Regions from separate parts of the Muntiacus reevesi genome. Here region 2 is linked to region 1. A link is a contact called in public Hi-C data. All regions are on one chromosome and are shown on one strand. The core of a region is the stretch at or near the end of the contact, and the rest is flanking DNA. Distances in the headings are between cores, read along the strand shown.

Evidence for each region. A called contact is a pair of places that touch in the nucleus more often than the background predicts.
Region 2: a Hi-C map of blood shows a contact between it and region 1, with 4 times the contacts expected there. The contact joins the promoter of LOC136146024 here to the promoter of SNAP29 in region 1. A contact is called at or near these places in 2 of 3 Hi-C or Micro-C datasets (blood and muscle).

Annotation. Positions count from the first base shown.
Region 1 is chr13:893,641-898,478 of mMunRee1.1, reverse strand. SNAP29 (synaptosome associated protein 29) reads left to right here and starts at 2,484. Exons shown (of 5, transcript XM_065904585.1): 1 at 2,484-2,891. The coding sequence starts at 2,655. PI4KA (phosphatidylinositol 4-kinase alpha) reads right to left here and starts at 2,276. Exons shown (of 55, transcript XM_065904409.1): 1 at 2,061-2,276. The coding sequence starts at 2,231.
Region 2 is chr13:1,056,121-1,060,958 of mMunRee1.1, reverse strand. It overlaps LOC136146024, which reads right to left and starts at 2,140. Exons shown (of 7, transcript XM_065904845.1): 1 at 2,078-2,140; 2 at 1,676-1,939; 3 at 1,246-1,437; 4 at 920-1,043. The coding sequence starts at 2,140. LOC136146003 (a long non-coding RNA gene) reads right to left here. Exons shown (of 3, transcript XR_010658884.1): 2 at 4,383-4,494; 3 at 2,510-3,383.

The DNA.
Region 1 (4,838 bases), core at 1,235-3,734:
TCCAGAGAAAGAGGTAGGAAAAAGGCCACACACACACAGGTGTCCTCACGATTAAATGTCACACAGTGAAAGGGTCTCATCAAGTACAGCTACAGACTGGAGAAAGCCGTGCAGGGGCTTCCTCTGCGCTCCCTCGTCTGAGGGTGCACCCCAAGCACGCTCCCCTCACAGCAGCAAGCAATGTGGTAACACAGGAGCAAGGTTCGTGCCAAGGTTTTTCCTGGGGGCTGGGCACTTAAGCACTGCCTGCCTAGAAAGTAGGTGCTCAACAGAAACCACGCTGCTTACGCGGAGTCAGACACAGTGAACCATCCTTATCAGCTAGGGAATGAAGGGACAGACAGTTCAAGCACAAAGCTCCCCACACCAGCCAAGGGCCAACTTCCTGAGCAGACCCTTCTGAAGACAGCAGTCCCGGTGGCTTGCTGTTAACTCTTTCCTGCAGTGGTTTGTAAATGAGGCAGAGACACAGAAGACAGAGTAAGAGATGGTTAGGGAGCCTACCAACCTAAAAGCTACATTATTTAATTGTAACACATTCTGTAATCTTGACCACAGCAACCTTAGGGTAAGAGACAAAGCTATTAACAACAAAGTCACAGTTACAGGAGGTTCCTATGATGGGCGAAGAAGGCTGAGGCAGGAGAGCTAAGCTGAAAGTGCATCTTTCAGTTACTGAGTGGGGAAGCGTGTTGCCTTTGCAAGAGCCCCAGGACACCCTTCTTCAAGATCATCCAATTCGCTGCACCCCCTTCTCTGAGTCCAGTGAGCAAACTTCTGACAGCAGTCTTGGTCCTCCTCCTAGGAAGAGAATGTGCTGACCAGCTGGCACAGATTTGACTTCATGAACCAGTGATGTGGTCCACCAGTCAGGCTCACGAAATGACAACAGGGATCGTTCATTAGGCACCCAGGTCTACACGAGTCATTCCGCGGATCCTCCCAAGTCTCTCATCAAGTGTTTTGTACTTTTCAGGAAAAAGCAGAGAACCAGACTGGTGAACTGAGCTGCCCAGAGTCACACTACTGGAAGTGAATGATACAGGATTAAAATCCAGGTGATCTTATCTCTACAACCCATATTCTTCTGTTCGATTACACTCCTTCTCTGACTGAGAAGCCAGGCTGGCATCAGTTTCCCAAGACCCGCTCCCCCTGTGAGTCTGAGAATCTACAGGAGTAGGAGTCAAGGAAGACCCAGGTCACTCTGTCAAAGTGCCTGCAACAGCCCTTTAGCTTCACCCGTCCCCAGAGCCACAAAACCACCCCCAACCGCTCTTCTACTGTTGGATAAGCTTCTTTCCACCCACCAGGAAGCCGGGGAAGAGTCATGTCATCCCCTTCATCCTCACACCCGGTGGCGGAGGAAAGCTGTCCTACACTGAGCACCTACGTGGGCCAGACACCTTCTCCTCGAGCTCATCTAACGCTCAAGAACTTCGTGTCACAGATGAGGACACCAGAGGCTCTGAGTGTTGAGGTCACCTGTCCAAGAAAACCTCCAGTAACGGTGCAAGGACTTTCCCGTTCGAAAGGTTGCATCTCCGCCACCGTCGCAGGCACCCTCCGGGCTTCGTTTCACGTCCTCCCAAGATAAGGAACCCCCGAGCTGAGCTCTGCGGTCTAACGCCCCCTCTTGCCGCAGAGAAAAACATCGCGCAGCGGGTCCACGTCTCAGAGACGCTGCTCCGCCCGCCTTTCACCGCCCAGGGCAAAGCGCCGAGAAGCGCCCCTGCCCCGCGGGCGGCATCGCCCCAAGGTCACGGAACATCGCGGCGAGGCGGGGAGCCGCCCGCCGGGGTCACCAGGCAGCCCCGCGCCTCAGCCCGCCCGGATCTCCGGGCCCCGCCCGCGCCCGCCACACGGGCCTCGGACTACCCCCCGCCCCGACCACTCCAGCCGATGCCCCGGCCCGCGGCCCCTCGCCGCGCTGGCTCCTCACTCACGAGCCCCCGGCGTCTCCGGCCGCCGGGACGCCCTCGGCCTCCCTCAGACCTCCGTCCCGCCTCCCGCGCCGCGGGTCGCTCCTCCTGTCAGCCCGCGCCCCGCAGCCAAGCTACCTTCTCCAGAGATGCCGGTCTCTGCACAGCTAGGGAGCGGGCCAGCGACAGGACAGTGTTGAAGTAGAAACCCCGCGAGGCGCCGGCGCCGGAGCCCGAGCCGAAGCCGCCGCCGCCGCCGCCGCTGCCGCCAACGCCGCCGGCTCCCCGGGCCGCGGCCGCCGCCATCATCGCGAAGCGGCGCCGCCCGCCGGCTTCCCGCACTCGGCCCGCGAGCGCCGGGGCGCACGGCGCAGGCGCGGCCGCATCCGGCTGCCCCGCCACGTGACCTCTCGCTGGCCGACGCCGGCGGGGCGTGGCCTCGGGCGGATCCACCACCGAGGGGGAGCCAGGAGCCTCGCGGCCGGCTGTTGCGCGGCGCGTGACGGGCGTGAACCTCCCCACCGCGGGGCACGATGGTCGATTCCGGGGGCGGGGCCTCCGCGCGCCACAGGCGGAAGCAGCTCGCGAGGCGCCTGAGGCAGGCTGGCGGACGCTTTCTCAGGCCTTCGGCGAGGTGACGGCGGCGGCGTTTTCTTGCCCGCGACTCAAGCGTTCACCTCGCCTCGACCGCACCAGACTCCTCCCGCCCGTCCCGGGCCGAGCGCCGGCGCCATGTCAGCCTACCCACGGAGCTACAACCCGTTCGACGAGGACGCGGAGGACGAGGACGCCCGGCCGGCGCCGTGGTCGGACAGCCGCGACCTCGCGGACGGGCCCGGCGCGCCCACCGACCGGCAGACGGCCCTGCGGCAGGAGGCTCTGCGCCGGGCCGAGGCCACGGCCGCCAGCACCGGCAGGTCCCTGTCGCTCATGTACGAGTCCGAGAAGATCGGGGTCGCCTCCGCCGAGGTGAGTGCGCTGTCTCCGGCGGTGGGGGGCTCGCCCGGTCAGCCAGGACGGGTCGTGAGCTCTGGTGACTGGACGGTCGGTGACAGCCTGTCAGCGACGGTGAGAGACGCCGTCTTCACGCCCGTAGGGGCGGTTTGCTCCCGGCGACCTCTGGAGGTTAGTCCGCCGGAGTGTTGTTTTTTCCTACTTGTTGTCGAGAGGCATGTCCACGCCGTCCGGTTCGGGTAGGTAGAGACTCTGGACAGCAGAACCCGGTTAGGGACGTGGAGTGTCTGTTCCTTTTACACGTCTCCTGGGCAGAGGCCGGGGCCCGGGGGCTTCAGCCCTTCCTCCTGCGCCTGTGGTGTCAGGCATCCGAGGAGATGGGTCTTTGGGTTCTTTCTGGCACCGAGCGCCCCTCCAGCTCGCCGAAAGGGGAACAGAGGGGTCTTGTCTGCCTGGACGCTGCTGAGTGCCCCGGAGTCCGAGTCGGGTCGAGTCTCCAGGCCCTTAGGTTTCCTTGCCCATCCCAGCCAAGACGTCCTAGCCATACAGGTGCGGTCTGTGACTCTGCGGCAGCAGCTCACCTGTCCTCCTCCTCCGCATCCACAGGTGGTTTCAGAGGTGCTAGGACCTTGGGTGAGAGCTGTTGTTTCTTAGCCACTGCAGTTCCCGCCCCAGCCCACTAATGAAACGCTGAGATTGGGCCTTATTTTTAAATGTTCTTAAGAATGTAATAACAGGAAAGTTATTGCTATATCAGCTAAAAATAGTTAACTTTAAGCATTCGTAGCTCATTGTTTTTTTCACTGCATCTTTTCATAATTTTCTCTTTTGGCACACTTCTCTCAGAGCTGGTCACTTGCAGTCTCTTAGGATTTTGAGGTCCATCCCAGCATTCTCCCACTGCCACTTCTTGTTGCCGTATCCTTAATTGGCCCATCCTGCCTGTCTTTAGCCTCGCTAAGGGAGTTTATCTTGTGTTTGCTGGATTCCTATGTTGGAATCTAAATAGAAGGTGTTGACTTACATTTGGGAGGATTCCCTGAGGTCTTAGGGCCCAGGTGGAAGGGTCGCATGGTTAAAGGGCCCAGGCCAAAGAATGTCAACAGAGAACTGTTTAAAAAGGCCTCTCTGACAACTGAGAACAGGTGAAGTAGGAAGCCAGAGGAACAAGAAGAATACCGAAGCAGAGAAGACCTTGGAATCTGACTTCTATGGCTCAGGTGTAGATTAGAGGAGGAGAGACGTTCCTGAGAGAGAGGAGCCAAGTTGCACACCGGCCAGGCCCTGCAGCTCCGGGGCTCCTGAGCAGGGAAGTGCTGCCCGGGGAGCTTCCAGGAAAGGGCCTGGAGGAGGAGCTTGGGACCTGGTGCAGTCAGAGGGAAGGTCGGGAGTGCCAAAAACACAGGGACTGTGGGGACAGGCCCCATGCCACCCGCCAGGGTCCTTCTCTCCAATGATGGGGACCATGAGAGCAATGACGGAGCGACTCCTCAGGCCGTGAGGCTTGACCTGGCCAAGCCAGGTGTTGTCCAAGAGGTGCAGCGTGATGGGGACTGGGCAGGTACCAGGCTCTGTCATCATGTTATCACCCACTGACACTGCCCAGGGCTGAATCAGTTCTCATTCATCGGCTCTTGGAAGCACCCCACACCACCCCACCCCACCCCATACTCTCCAAGTGTTCTAAATCTCTCTCATGACTCTTTTATTTTCCTGGGAGTTGGGGTGAGCTCTGTCCCAGCTGATCCAAGTCACCTGATCCACTAACCTCCCGACTCAGATGGGAACCCACCACATACCCAGCACTGAGACATGTCACAACAGGACACAATTTTTGAAGGGTTGAGACTTGACTTTTTTTAGGTCAGGAAGGTCATAATTAAGGCCCAGTGTGGCAGCAGCGGGAAAGTCACTCAGGTCACCTCTCAAGGGAGAGCTGCCCTTCTCGTGAGAAACCTGCAG
Region 2 (4,838 bases), core at 891-3,390, 160 kb before region 1:
TGTTGGAGAAGACTCTTGAGAGTCCCTTGGACTGCAAGGAGATCCAACCAGTCCATCCTAGGGGAGATCAGTCCTGGGTGTTCATTGGAAGGACTGATGCTGAAGCTGAAACTCCAATACTTTGGTCACCTGATGCGAAGAACTGACTCATTGGAAAAGACCCTGATGCTGGGAAAGATTGAGGGCAGGAGGAGAAGGGGACGACAGAGGATGAGATGGTTGGATGGCATCACCGACTCGATGGACATGGGTGTGGGTGGACTCCGGGGGTTGGTGATGGACAGGGAGGCCTGGCGTGCTGTGGTTCACGGGGTCGCACAGAGTCGGACACGACTGAGCTGAGCTGAATCCCTTGGGAGGCTGCCATGCGAGCTATGCATGCTGTGGGGGTCAGCTGTTGGGTGCAAGAGTGCCGTGGGGCTACCCCCACCCCTGCCCAGGTGAGCCAGGGCCTCTGACGCGCAACGAAGGCCTTCACCGTACAACCCGGAACATGGACACACCCAAGGACCAGATCCAAACCTCATCACAGCTGCAGAGCAACCGTCCAAGACACACAGGCAGAGGGGAACAGGCAGATACACCGGGGACCCCGACAAGGGACACAAACTGAGTGGGCTCCCCAAAGGACAACACAGTTCTTCAGTCCAGTGCATGGGGGGAAAGCGAGGTCACCCCACCACATGGGGGGTGTCAACAGAGTGGCCTCTTCCTCAGTTGCCTTCCCGGTGTCGCAGTGAACGCGGCCACCTTCCAGTGCCACCCTCACCTGTCCCCATGTGAACACGAATTTGCCTCCCATCCAAACAGTGTGCGGGCCTCCAGGGGTCCTGACTGACCGAGCCGGCGTGGAAAGCCCGCTGTGGCCCCGCGGGGAGGTGTGAGTCCGGCGGGCCGGCGCAGCGCGCGGTGGGCTCACCCTGGGAGTAGAGGTGCACGCGGTGGATGCGTCTCTTCAGCTGTTCCAAGCGCTGGTGCATCTCCAGGGCGCCCATGCTGTTACAGCAGTTCAGCTCCCCCTGGACCGCACACGACGCCTTGGCCTGCGAGGGCCGCAGGCGAGGCAGGGGGGAAGAAGCCAGATGCCTGAGCCGCCGCCTCTGGGAAGCCCCCACCCCGCCGCCCACGCCGGCGCCCCCGGCCGCGCCCCCACCCTGGGCCGCCCCGCCCCGGCCCGGCCGGCCGCACCCAGAGGAAGGAGAGGAGCCCGCGCCGCTCGCACTCGGCCTGCTTGCCCTTGCGCACCACGCGCTCGGCCAGCGCCGGGTTGCGGTCGAGACTGCGGAAGAGGCGGCGCAGCGCGCGTTCCGTGTAGGTCGCCGCCTGCGTCTCAAAGTCCTCCTCGGAGATAAGCTGGCAGAAGGTCACAGTCTGGGGGAACTCGCTGTCGAACTCGTCCAGGACCTCCATCCTCGAGGGCTTCGGCGGCTCGGCTGCCTGGGGACCGAGCGGCTGTCGGGGCGGGGCCCCCCGGGTCTGGGCGCGCCCACCCCACCCGCCCCGGGAGACAGGGAAGCCCCCCGAGTGTTGCAGCTCCGCCACCATCCAGGCGGGACTCCCGGGGTCTGAGCGCACCCAGCCCACCGGCCCCGGGAGAGGAGGGGCGGCCCCCGCCCCCCACTCCGCCCCAAGAGCCGGAACTCGATTGCCCTTCGGGGCTCGGCCCGGGACGCACCGCTGTCCCCCAGCCACCGCGCGCGCCGCCGCCCGGACCGCTCCGGCCACTCCCAGGAGACCGCGAGCCTGACGGCAGCACGTGACAATGCCCGCGCTCCGCGCATGCGCCTCCAGGCTTCGACGGGGCGCGCAGCGCTGCACCGAGACGAGGCCCACCCCGCTCCTGGCCGGCCAACTCTCGCAATCTCTGAGACCCTCGGACCTGGGCTGCCTCCAGGCCCCTCACATCCTGGCTGCTCCCCTCCTCAGGGTCTGTGGGGACCTGAGGGACGTCAATGCCCCGGAGACTTTTCTCTGCTCACAAATCCTGGAGCCCCGGAGTTTCCACCTTCTCTCTGGACTTCTTCTCCAGCCTGTCCTCTCCAGGAGGGCCTTCACCATCCCTTCTTGGACATCTTACCCGCTCCGTAGTCTCAACCCAGAACTGACTGAACCCCAAGTTCCCTGGGATCCTGGCCCGCATGTACGTGTCCCCAGGGGGAGATGTTTCCTAGGCATCTCACACTCCACACGTCAGAAACGCAGCTTCTTTCACCCTCCACAACCTGCTTCTCACTTACCCTCTCCTACCTGGCCAGGGACCAACACCACCATCCATTCCAGTCTCTGATGGGGTGGGGGGGGATGCTCCCTGGAGTGCTGTGTTCCTGTCCCCTCCCCACACCCCCTCCTGTCAGCCCCAAGATCTTGAGATTTTTTTCATCTCCTACCACCAAACCTCCAAACCACCAGCCAGAGCTGTTCCCAACACAGGAGATGGCCTTCACTTCCTCCCACTTTGAGATCTCCCTCCTCCAAGGAAGGAGAAGCTCTGGCCTGTGTATCTTGCCTAGGACTGCAGACAGACTCAGATACACCTGCCTCCAAATCTCCATTCTGTTGCCTGGCCGGCCACCTGTGACTTAAGGACTTGACTCTAAAATACATAGTATGTGCTTTTTAATACCAGGACAAGCATCCTGAGAGGTCAGGCAGGCCCTTGATTAACATCCCCTTCATGTTTATGTTGATAATACTTCAAGCTTTATATGTTTCTTTGGATTTTTAAAAGTATGCCATGTTGAGCACTGCCAAAAACGAAATGTTTGCTGCTTTCAGGGGCTGCTGGTCTAAAGAGGGCTTCAGCCACAGGTGGAAATGTGATCTAACAGGCCCTGGTGGAGGAACACTGGGCGCCATGGAGCCCAAGAAGACTTTCCTTCGGAGGGGACACTTGAGCAGAGCCCTGAGTTCCCAGCAAAGGCAGGAAACAGCTGCATGGCGTGTTTGGCCATGGGGTATAGAGTTTGCACAGGAGCAAGGGGGGCCTGAGTCAGGTGATCATGGGGTGGAGGAACCCCAAGGGGTCAGGCCTAGGAGGTAGACGCGCAGGTGTCATTGCCCCTCATCCTACCCAGGGAGCCAGGGCTTCTACCCCAGGGCAGGGGGTGAAGTCACTGTCCCTCTGGGCACAGCCATTGATGAAGGGTACTCCCAAATGCCCCTTCAGACCCGAATGGGCCCCCTCTCAAGGAGACAGGCTTGAATGGCTGCCACTGGGCACATGAAAATCCTTTGTGCCTGGTCCTGATGCTGAGGGGGACCTGCAGGCACGCCTGGGGACAGTCTCCATGGCAGGTCGGCTCCAGTCCCCCCGATTCCAGCTGTGCGGGTGGGATGCTGGGCACCTCGCCGTCCCTCCTGCAGGCTCAGGGCAGCACACGTCCCTGTAAGAGAACAAGTGGGCGTGGGTGGAGGGCACAGGGCTCCACTTCCTGAGCCCACCGTCCACCCCCGCCAGCACTGCTCCTGCAGAGGACCCAGAGCGTTCTCCCCAGGCATGCCAGGAGGGCCAGGCTCAGGGCACCCCCAGGAAGTCAGTGCAGGTGAAGCTGGATCTGAGCCAGGCCCAGGCAGACCCTCCGGGCAAAGCAGTGGGCCTCTTTGTCCACAGGGTCCTGACCAAACCTTGAGCCCTCAGTCTTACCTGGGAGTTGGTTGCAAAGATCTTCTTCGAACCATAGCTTTTCTGAGTCTGCCCCACCCCCTGTCCAGCCACAACCTAGATGGAGAGGTTGGGCGAGAACCTCCCAGCTCTGCCGTTCTGATCCTCCAATGGAGGGCCGGCAGGCCCAGCTCCGCACCTGTGCCTCCTTGCTGGTTAGTGGAGTGAGGCGGCCAGACTCCCTGCCCGGGCGCTGTGGGTGGTGGGCGGGGCCTGACCGATGCCCTTTCATCATTGCACTGCTTCCCAGGGGCGCACAGTAGTGCAACAGGGAAAGAGTGTCAGGCAGGCCTGCCAGCGCCTCTCCCGGTGCTCGGCCTGGATCTGAGACCCGGCATGCAGGCCCACTGGGGCGGGGCCTCTGCCTGGGGGAAGGGTGCCCTCTGACCCCAGAGGCCCAGGCCTGGCCAGGATCTCAAGTTTCCATGGAGAAGGGAGCGAACTGGGCAGGGGGAGGGGAGGGCGTGCAGGTCCGGGGGCAGGCCTGGGGAAGGGAAGTGGCAGTGTGGGGGAAGGGGTCTCCAAGGCTGGTCCCAGATGCTTTGACAATATCATTGCACTGCTCCTCAAAGCACAGTAGTGCAACCTCGTCAGAGCACCTGCGGCCAGCAGGAGGGACTCCCACCGCCCCCGGTACACGCAGGGCGGGAAGCAAGCTGAACCCTGGGTGGGTGGGGCTAGGGGCCCATTCCTAGACAGCGGGGCGCGGAAGGAATCTCACCGGGGGGCTGCCGTCCTTGGAGTCCCAGGACCCCCAGGGGAGCCAGACCTTCCCCGGCACCCTCCGGAGAGCCGTGGGTATGCGACCCCAGACAGAGGGGCGGTTTCAGTACCTGAGCGGGAGCGGACCGTAGATAGGGCGCACACACAAAGGCGAGGGACCCGCGCTCCCGTGCGGTCAGAAGCCCACTGGCGCCTGGGGCGAGGGTGGATACAGCCTGACGACCCTGCGCGCTTGCCCGGCCCGCGCCTCGGAGAAAAGAAGGGTGATCCCCCCCAACTCCGGGCCGGCGCGCCCCCCGCCAACTCAGGCCCCCGTCCCCGGCCCCTGGCTCCTGGCGCCCAGCTTGGGCCCCTCATTCTGTCCCGGAAGACTCCCTGCCCGGCGGCCCAGAGAGAAGAGGGACGAGGGGACTTCCCGGCCCTCTGTGGTCCCCTGCTCGGAGCCGGACGCCCA